Linked DNA regions of Mus musculus: region 1 is linked to region 2. Evidence: chromatin contacts called from public Hi-C data. All regions are on one chromosome and are shown on one strand. Each heading gives the region's core, a stretch centred on a gene start, on an enhancer-like site or on the middle of the called end of the contact. The rest is flanking DNA. Distances are from core to core; before and after follow the strand shown.

Region 1 (4,520 bases), core at 1,446-3,945, 160 kb after region 2:
TTGGACTGACCGCTGAGCATCCCCTAGTAAATTTGGTGAAGATGACTCTGTGTATTCTTGTACAAATAGATCTTCTGTCACTCACAAAAAAAGAAGCTGTAGAGAAAGAGAAGCTGGAGATGGCTCAGGCACAAGTCTCTGCCACTCAAGTGAGGATCTCAGTGCCCTTCAGCACCACACAGAAGCCAGATGGGGCTGAAGAGCTGGCTCGGGGGTTAAGAACATTTGCTGTTCTTGCAGAGGACATGGGTTCAGTTCCCAGCCACCCATATGGTGGCTCACAAACATCTATAATTCCACTCCTAGGGGATCTAAGGACAAGGACAATGCATACATGTGGTGCCTATAAACTCATGCAAGTACATATATACACATAAAAAATAACTTGAGTGTGGTGGCGCACACTTTTGATCCCAGCACTCAGAAGACAAAGGCAGGTAGATCTCTTGTGAGTTTGAGGCTAGCCTGGTCTGCATAGGGAGTTTAAGACCAGCTGGAGTGGCAGAGTAAAATCCTGCCTCAAAATAAACAAACGATATTTTAGAAGAGGAAGGGGAGAAAGGGGGAGAAGAAGGGGAAGGAGAGGGAGGAAGAGGAGAAGGAAGAGGAGGAGGAGGAGGAGGGGAGGAGGAGGAGGAGGAGGAGGAGGAGGAGGAGGAGGAGGAGAAGAAGAAGAAGAAGAAGAAGAAGAAGAAGAAGAAGAAGAAGAAGAAGAAGAAGAAGAAGAGAGGAGGAGGAGGAGGGGAGGAGAAGAAGAAGAGGAGGAGAAGGAGGAGGGGGGAGGAGGAGGAGGAGGAGGAGGAGGAGAAGAAGAAGAAGAAGAAGAAGAAGAAGAAGAAGAAGAAGAAGAAGAAGAAGAAGAAGAAGAAGAAGAAGAAGAAGAGAGGAGGAGAGGAGGAGGAGGAGAAGGAGGAGGAGGAGGAGGAGGAGGAGGAGAAGGAGAAGGAGAAGAAGAAGAAGACCATGACGACCACGAAAGGTGTGGGTGGCACATGAATGTACCACCAGTGTTGGGGAAGTTGTGACAGGTGGATCCCTGGAGTTCAGGGGCTGGCCAGTATAGCTGAATTGGCGAGCTCCAGGCTGAGAGGCCCTGCCTTAGAAACAGCAGAATGTCCTGCTTCTCTGGAACCATACCAAAGGTTGACCCCACACACACATCCACCTACACACATGCACAGAAAAACCCTCAGAGTCTAATTTTAAGTTTTTGTCAAGGACTGAGAGAGTAAAATGGGTTGTTAACTGCAGAAGAAATGGGATCCACACATTTGCTTTCTTCTTTTTCTTGGAGGGGAGACAGGTTCTCATGAAGCCTACGCTGACTTTGAATTCACTATGTAGCCCACGTTGGCCTTGAACTCACTAATGTAGCTGGGGACAACCTTTGATCCTGTCCTCTTTCTGGGATCATAGGTGAATACTTCCATATCCAGTTTTAATGGGGCTAGGGGCAAACCTAGAGCCTTGTGCATAGGAGGCAAGTACTCTACCAAGGAGCCACCTCCCCAGTTCTTGGCTGCTTTTTCTTGTTAGTTTGTCCATTTTATGGTAGGGACTCACTGTGTAGCACAGGCTGTCCTGAAACTCACAATCCCCCTGCATAAATACAGGCAGGCACTACATACCCAAGACTTCACAGGAGTCACACCTCAGTGAACAAGAAAGACATTTAGTATACTAGAAAACATACTGACTTCCACTATTTTAGGAAAATACCTGAGGACAGGTCACTTATAAAAAGTGGAGGTTTACCAAACTCCTCTTTCTGGAGACGTCAGAGTCTCAGATCATGCTGCTGGCAATGACAATGGTTTCTTGCCACATCTGAACATGGCAGAAGACCCATAGTGACCCAGACTCATCCTGCCCGTTCCAGTCCCTCTTCCTTTTCCTGTAACACCTTCATTGGGGGCCTGAACACCAGGATATCATCTATCCCTAATTACTCTCAAAGGCCATGAACAAACACATTTGGGGACCAAGTTCTCAACCCGTGAGTTTTATGGAACACACAAAAACACCAGAGTAAAGAAGAAGGTTTAAGTGCCGGTGAGAGTTTGCTCAGCAAGTAGAGACGGGAAAGGAGGTTCTTTTGGTGCGGAGTGGATCAGGGTGTGTCAGTAGATTACGTTCTGATGTGTCTGTGCTTTATACCTGTAGGACAGGTTTAACATACTGAATAGTTACTGGTAAACTTGTCCTGTGCTGAGCATTGTACCAGCCACCAGAGACACAGACATCAGGAACAGCCATGAGTCTAGGCAACTCGTGCTGGTTGAAGGACACCTTTCTCAGATGTTAAGACAGACTGATTGCCCTGGCAAGGTGGTGGGATGCAGTGGTAATCCCAGCTCTTGGGAGATGGGTATCTATGTGAGTTCCAGGCCAGAACTACATAGTAAGGCCCTGTCTCAAAGAAGAAAAAAATCTTGACTAGTGGCTATTGACCTGCCAGTGTCCCTCCACCAGGTCCTCTTCCTCTCGAAGGGTTAGTCTTTAGCTCCCCAAATCTCAGCCCAGAACCCTCTTACCACCACCAACCATCACTTCTTACCATAATTTAATCCCATCATTCAGGAAAGCCAAGTTCCCAAGCCTCAAGATTGTATCAATGAACCAGTCTCCATGGCAATAGTCATGAATGAGCCCAGCAAGGTAACCTGGGAGATGGCAACATGAATGAGATGTGGCCCGTTGCCATGGAGATGTGCCGGATGGAAAAGCCCCAGCTAGCAGGAACACGTCACGGGGCTGGAACAGTCAGTGTGAAGTTGGTGTATCTATTTTCAACCTAGAGTTACAAAAATACATTTTCATAAAGATCACGATCCAACTCCTCCCTCCTCCCTCCACCCTCCTCCCACCTGTGTGTGCACCCTTCCCACCACTCAGCCGAGGCTCACAGGCATCCTTCCACCCCCTCAAGGACACCTTGTGGGAGCAGCCTTCATTGCTTCCCTGGGATGCGGTGGTACTTCTTGGACCCCTGACTCTTTGTTTGGAGAACCAACTGTGTCTTCTAAATCCATGAGTGAATTTGGGAAGAACGTTGTAATTTTTAGGGTAACAACCACAAGTCAGGGGCTGGAGAGATGGCTAACATGATGACCTGAGTTTGGGTCCCTAGAACCCATGTCCAAGACATGACACACACCGCTGTAATCCCAGTGCTTCTGTGGCAAAATAGGACTTAGAGACAGGGCGCCTCCCGGAAGCTCACAGGCCAGCTGGCCTGGTATGGGGAAGTGGGGAATCAGAGACCCTGCGTCAAACAAGGTGGGAGGGAGAACCAACACCAGAGGTTGATCTTTGACCTAATACCTGCACTTTGGCACCCACACAGCCAGAACACACACACACACACACACACACACACACACACTCACACACACACTCACACACACAGACACACATACACACACACACACACACACACACTCACACACACACACACATACACACACACACACACACACACACACACACACACACACACACACACACACACACCACAACGGGCCCAAAGAGTTGGTCAGTGGTTAAGAGCACTTGCTAGTCTTCCAGAGATTCAGATCCCAGCACCCACAGAAGTCCTAGGACCCCAGCTCCAGGCAATCAAACACCCGTTTCTGGTGTCCTTGGGAAACTTTACTTAGGTGCATAAACCCACATACATAATTGAAAAGTAAAAGTCGTCTTTTAAGCCGGGAGTGGTGGCGTATGCCTGTAATCCCAGCACTTAGGAGGCAGAGGCACATGGATTTCTAAATTCGAGGCCAGCCTGGTCTACAGTGTGAGTTCCAGGACAGCCAGGACTGCACTGTTTCAAAAAAACAAAAAACAAAAAAAAGACAAACAAACAAACAAACAAACAAAAAGTCGTCTTTTAGAGAGAAGAGGGAGGCTAACTAGAAAGCAGTTAGTCTGCACAAAGACCTCACTGGGCAGATCAGTTCCCATCGGTCAGCTGCAAGGCAGCACGTGCCACAGTGGCACAGTCAACAGCCACACTGTTGACAAAGACACTCTGACCCCAGAGGAGGACTCCTGGGAGCAGGACTCAAGGCTTAAGGCGTCTGGAAGGCCGCACCTCAGCTCCCATCCCGTGTCTTCCCTTGCTCGTGTTCACATGCTCATTCCTTCAACTGTATTTATCAGGGGTTTCAGCAAAGGGCTGGGAGTAACACAGATTGTGTAGACTGGGCTGTGAAAGAAACTCGGTTCACCTATCACTTGTGCTATCTTAAGAGGTTGAAGTCAGGGAACAAACAGGCTCTGGATTCAGTGCCTGGGAGGCTAAGGCAAGAGGATTTGAGGCCAGCCTAGGCTATGCAGTGAGATTGGAAAACCAATCACATCTAATCATATTTTTTAAATGAAGAAGGAAGAAAGGAAGGGGAAAGGAGGGGGAAAGAAGGAAGGAAGGAAGGAAGGAAGGAAGGAAGGAAGGAAGGAAGGAAGGAAGGAAGGAAGGAAGGAGGGAGGAAGGGAGGGAGGAGAGAGAAGCAAATCTATAG
Region 2 (4,614 bases), core at 996-3,495:
AAAAAAAAAGACTCCTTTTATAAGATGCATGTAAAACAAGTGAAGAAGATTAATTTCATCTGATGTGTGTGCATATTTATCTCTCTCTCCCTGTGTATGTGTGTGTATATATATATATATATATGTGTGTGTGCATGCATGTGAGCCTATATGATAAAGGACAACCTCAAATGTTCTTTCTCAGGAGCCATCCACCTTTTTGTGTTGTTGTTGGCAGGGTTTCTTACTGCCCTAGAGCTTAGCAAGTAGTTTTTGCTGGCTGGCCAGTGAGCTCCCAGTATCTACATGCCTTTGCCTCCCAAACTCTGGGATGACAAGTGCGTTTTAAACTCAGGTTCTCATGATTGCATTATAGACTGAGCCACCCCCCAGGTCTGAACTGATCTCTTTAAGAAAAAATTTTGAGATAGTCTTATTGGGTTGGCTAGCCTTGAGTTTATAATGACCTTCCTGCCTCTGCCTCTAGAATGTTGAGATAAAGGTGTGTGCCACCACTTCTGGTACAACTAAGCCTATTTTAAGAACACTTCCCCCAAACTCTTATGGAGCTATAAACAGTGATTAAGAATTAGCAACATTATTCTCAAACACAGTTTATGGTTGTTCACAGGTAAGTTAGCTGCCACCTGCCATCAAAAAAATCTTTTCTTTACAGCAAGATGGAAATCATAATTGGACACAATGCAGAGATTAAAAGATTGTAGAAAGCCCAGCCCCAGTGAACACATGTGAGCCTGTGTACTGGAGGCTTTCTACAGAGATCTCTGGCCTGGCCATGTGTGACGGTTCAGGCAATATTAACAGACCTGCTGCCTTAGTTAGGATTTTATTGTTGTGAGGAGACACAATGACCATGACAGCTCTTATAAAGAAAACATTTAATTGGGGTTGGCTTACAGTTTCAGAGGTTCAGTCCATTATCATCATGGCAGGCCAGGTCAGGCATGGTGCTGAAGAAGGAGTTGAGAGTTCTATATTTGGATCCTCAGGCAGCTGGAAGGAGACTGAGTCACACCAGGCCTGGCTTGAGCATCTGAAACTCAAAGTCCACCCCCACAGAGACACACTTTCTCCAACAAGGCCACACCCACTCCAGCAAGGCCATACTTCCTAATAATGCCACTCCCTATAACTGTATGGAGGTCATTTTTATTCAAGCCTCCAAACCTGCTAATGTGGAAAGGGGAAAATTTCACTGGGTCCCACCCGTAGATGAGGAACTATAAGCAACTAGTGACTGCAGGCAGAGGGAGAATTAGCGTTTCCAGGGATGGCCTTCTTTATGGTTATCTAATACAAAGTAGTCAGCCCTAACACCACATGTATAAACAACAGAATGGACTCCTCAGGTTGTATTTATATATTTGCATGTACATACATACACACAGACATACGCATATATGTTGTGTAACATAGTGATCACAGAAAAACAAGCTATTAATTTGAGAGGGGGTAATGAGAGGGTTGGAGGGAGTAAAGGAATGGAGGAAAGTGTATAATTCTATTTTAATATGTATTAAAATGATTTGCTAGAGGGGAAAAAGGATGAAGTGAGAGGAAGCATCCTGAGTCCCACTGCATGCCAAGAGGGTGAAGATTGTATTTGCTTCTCGATTAAAGGGAACAGTTCCACCGTCTTCAAAGAATTTATGTGGTGGCTTGAATATGCTTGGCCCACGGGAAGAGGCACCATTAGCAGGTGTGGCCTTGTTGGAGGAAGTATGTCACTGTATAACCAGGCCTTGAGGTTTCCTAGCATTCAAGTTCTGCCCAGCACGGAAGAGGCCCTCCTCCTGTCTGCCTTCAGATCAAGATGTAGAGCTCTGGGCTCCTCCAGGACCATGTCTGCCTGCATGCTGCCATGCTTCCCACCATGATGACAATGGACTGAACCTCTGAAACTGTAAGCCAGTCCCAGTTAAATATTGTCCTTTATAAGAGTTGCCTTGGTCATGGTGTCTCTTCATAGCAGTGGAAACCCTAACAAAGATAATTTGGTTATCTATTTACTTGTTTTTATTTGATACAGGGTTTCTGAGGCTGGACTAGAACTCACTCTGTAGCCCAGGCTGGCTTCAAACTCACAGCAATCCTCTTGTCTCAGACTCCTGAGTGCTGGGACTGCAGGTGTGTGCCACTTTGTCCTGTTTCACCTGCCTTTGTTTTGATTTCCCTCATCCGCACAGTTGCCATGTGATTGGACTTTGCCCAGAACATGTAAGTAGTAATTTGCTTGCTGGATAAATGGCAGAGGTGTTCTCTGGGCGATGGATGCCAGCTGGCATGGCTCCCAGCCAGGGCCTGTGTGTGCAGCTTGGGCTGTCACACTCGGAGCGAGCACTCTCTGCTGCCCACTCCACGCCCCAGAGACCACAAGCAACATAAGTGCTCCCCTCTCCCTGGTGGAGCTCAGGATGCTGTTGCCAGGGGTGGGGATGTACAGTTGAGGAGAGGTTTTTCTTGGAGAACTGTGACACAGGGTTCTCTGGGGAATCTGTTTTCTTTCTTATGTCTGTATTCTTTGGTAGCAAGAAGGGAGTAAAATGAGATGAGCCCATAGCAGGCTAGTAAGAAGGCCCGACTTGCATCTGTAGGGCCCCGAGGAGGAAAACGTTGCCTGTTCCCTTGAGCTGGTGTCTTGCCCTTACTTGGTTCCTGGAAGGCTGAATCCAGAGAACAGCATCAGGCTCTGCTGTTTGTTCCCTGACTGACAATTAGATCATCCAACAGGAGTCTCTCATAGACAAAGAGAGAATGTGGGCAGACCTCAGGTGCTTGCTAAGCCTCCTGTAGTTGTGGTGCCTCTAAGAGAGCTTTATGTATCCTTTTGCCGGGGCCACACCTCTTCCTCTCCTTCTGTGCATTTTTGGAAACTTCTCATTGTTCTTTTAAATTTTGTAGCCTGTCCCTCCAGTGGCCATTACGTCATTTAGCTAACACTGTGTTTGTTGTTAATAGATTTCCTAAGTGCTTCGAAGGCCTGTCACAGTTTTGCATGCTGTCTGCTTTCTATGGACTCTTAGGGAGAGTGGTGCCGGCACGGGCTCAGGCTGTACAGCCTCATCACACACCAGGCACACATGTGCAGCGGCATTACACACCAGGCACACATGTGTTGCTTTTTCATAAGCCTGGAATGGAAATTTGAACATTATCATGTACATACTGCTGACTGTGAAGTTGAGGCATGGAGAGCTTAAGTGGGTTCCTGAAAGGCACAGAGCGGATTTAAGTGTAGGAGCAAAGAATCCAATGCTGGTTTTCTGGATCTAGGCCTGTAACTATTCCTGTTGCTCTGGAGAAAATGGTGAGGACAGTGATAATGAGGATCACCATGATGGTGATGTGGTGATGTTGGCCATAGTGAGATGAAGGTCATGGTGGTGAGTACTACAGTAATGGTGATTGTCATGGTGGTGGTGATGGTGGGGTTAGTGATAATGGTATTGGTGATTGTGGTGATGATGATGGTTGTGATGGTGACAGAATGGTGGCAGCAGTGACACCGATGGGTCTATTGGTCATGAATCTTACATCTAGGCACGACCTTCAAATGTTCTCTGAGTGAATGAAACTCTGCAATCTTCAGGGCAGTGGTGTCCCATGATACCTTGAAAGACCTACACAAGCCCTTGGAACTCAATATCCCCCTGAGACATGCTGCATTTCTGAAACCCCCTTCGCAGACACACCTAGCAACCAAGTCTAGCCAACTGGACAGGAATCTCAGCCCAATCAGGCTGACACCTGACTGAAATGAGCCATCACACCCACGCTCCACGATCAGTGGCTTCAACTGGGCATGGTCACACACCCAGGTCACCCCTGCACCCAGGAGACAGAGGCAGGGGGATCACCAGTTCTCCTCTATCCGAGGCTTCACAGTGAGACTGTGTGGGTTGCTTGGCATATATCCGGTTGGGGTGGAGCCAGGTGGGTGACTACAGGTGCCTTTTGTTTTCTTTGGGGATGCTTGTTCTCAGGGTAGGACAAGAGGACAGGCCATATCCACGGCTCAGGCTGCTCATGTGCCACCAACTAAAGCAAGTCATATGGCCACATCCAAGGCAGACGGCTGGGAAACACGTGCTGCCCCACTGAACTGCAGCAGGGCTCTGTGAACAGGAAGGAGGGGATAACTGGGAGTAATTGTTCACCCTAAAAGACCGCATGAGTTAGAAGAGAGCTGACTCAGGATGCTCTCGTTTGCCCAAAGGAAAATCAGAACTTTTTGACATTTCCAAAGGACTCTTAAGGAAGCCGGGATGGCTATTTATGTTCACAGTGACTCACATGAGTCACATGGCATGAAATAGGAAAATTTGATGCTAATTGTGTAGCCCTGGGGCTCCCTGACTAACAGTGGTAACATCTTGTGTCGTGCGGCCTTTCTCAGTTTGTGGCGCCTCTGACAGCCTTGTCTGACTTTACAGTCAAACAATCCTTCTTGGGACTCCACCCAGTTTTGAACAGGAGATGACACAGGCTTAAGGGACTAGCTCACAGCAACGCAGCCTGTGACTCAGAAAAGCACTTTTTGGGTGTAAATGTTTGCATACCCCAGAGGTCAGCAAACTAAAGACCAGGGACCAAATCTAGAACTATCTCATTTTT

What was found. Hi-C and Micro-C count contacts between places; a contact is called where the count stands out from the background.
Region 1: a Hi-C map of cortical neurons shows a contact between it and region 2, with 2.1 times the contacts expected there. The contact joins two enhancer-like sites. A contact is called at or near these places in 1 of 15 datasets of contacts at CTCF or cohesin (the NIH/3T3 cell line), 3 of 484 Hi-C or Micro-C datasets (the MC38 cell line, bone marrow-derived macrophages and cortical neurons), 5 of 115 datasets of contacts at active chromatin or transcription factors (bone marrow-derived macrophages and embryonic stem cells) and 2 of 9 other capture datasets (adipose tissue and pancreatic islet).

What each region holds. Positions count from the first base shown.
Region 1 is chr8:84,492,191-84,496,710 of GRCm38.p6, forward strand. The region is part of intron 3 of Cacna1a (calcium channel, voltage-dependent, P/Q type, alpha 1A subunit); the gene reads left to right. Among named protein-coding and RNA genes, the nearest start is that of Cacna1a, 79 kb to the left of the region's middle. Within about 2 kb of position 2,696, at least 25 of the 459 cell types and tissues checked have an H3K27ac peak or open chromatin away from gene starts, as enhancers often do. A contact at or near this core is called in cortical neurons, where this site is marked.
Region 2 is chr8:84,332,271-84,336,884 of GRCm38.p6, forward strand. No RefSeq gene overlaps it. Among named protein-coding and RNA genes, the nearest start is that of Gm23626, 46 kb to the right of the region's middle. Within about 2 kb of position 2,246, at least 18 of the 459 cell types and tissues checked have an H3K27ac peak or open chromatin away from gene starts, as enhancers often do. A contact at or near this core is called in cortical neurons, where this site is marked.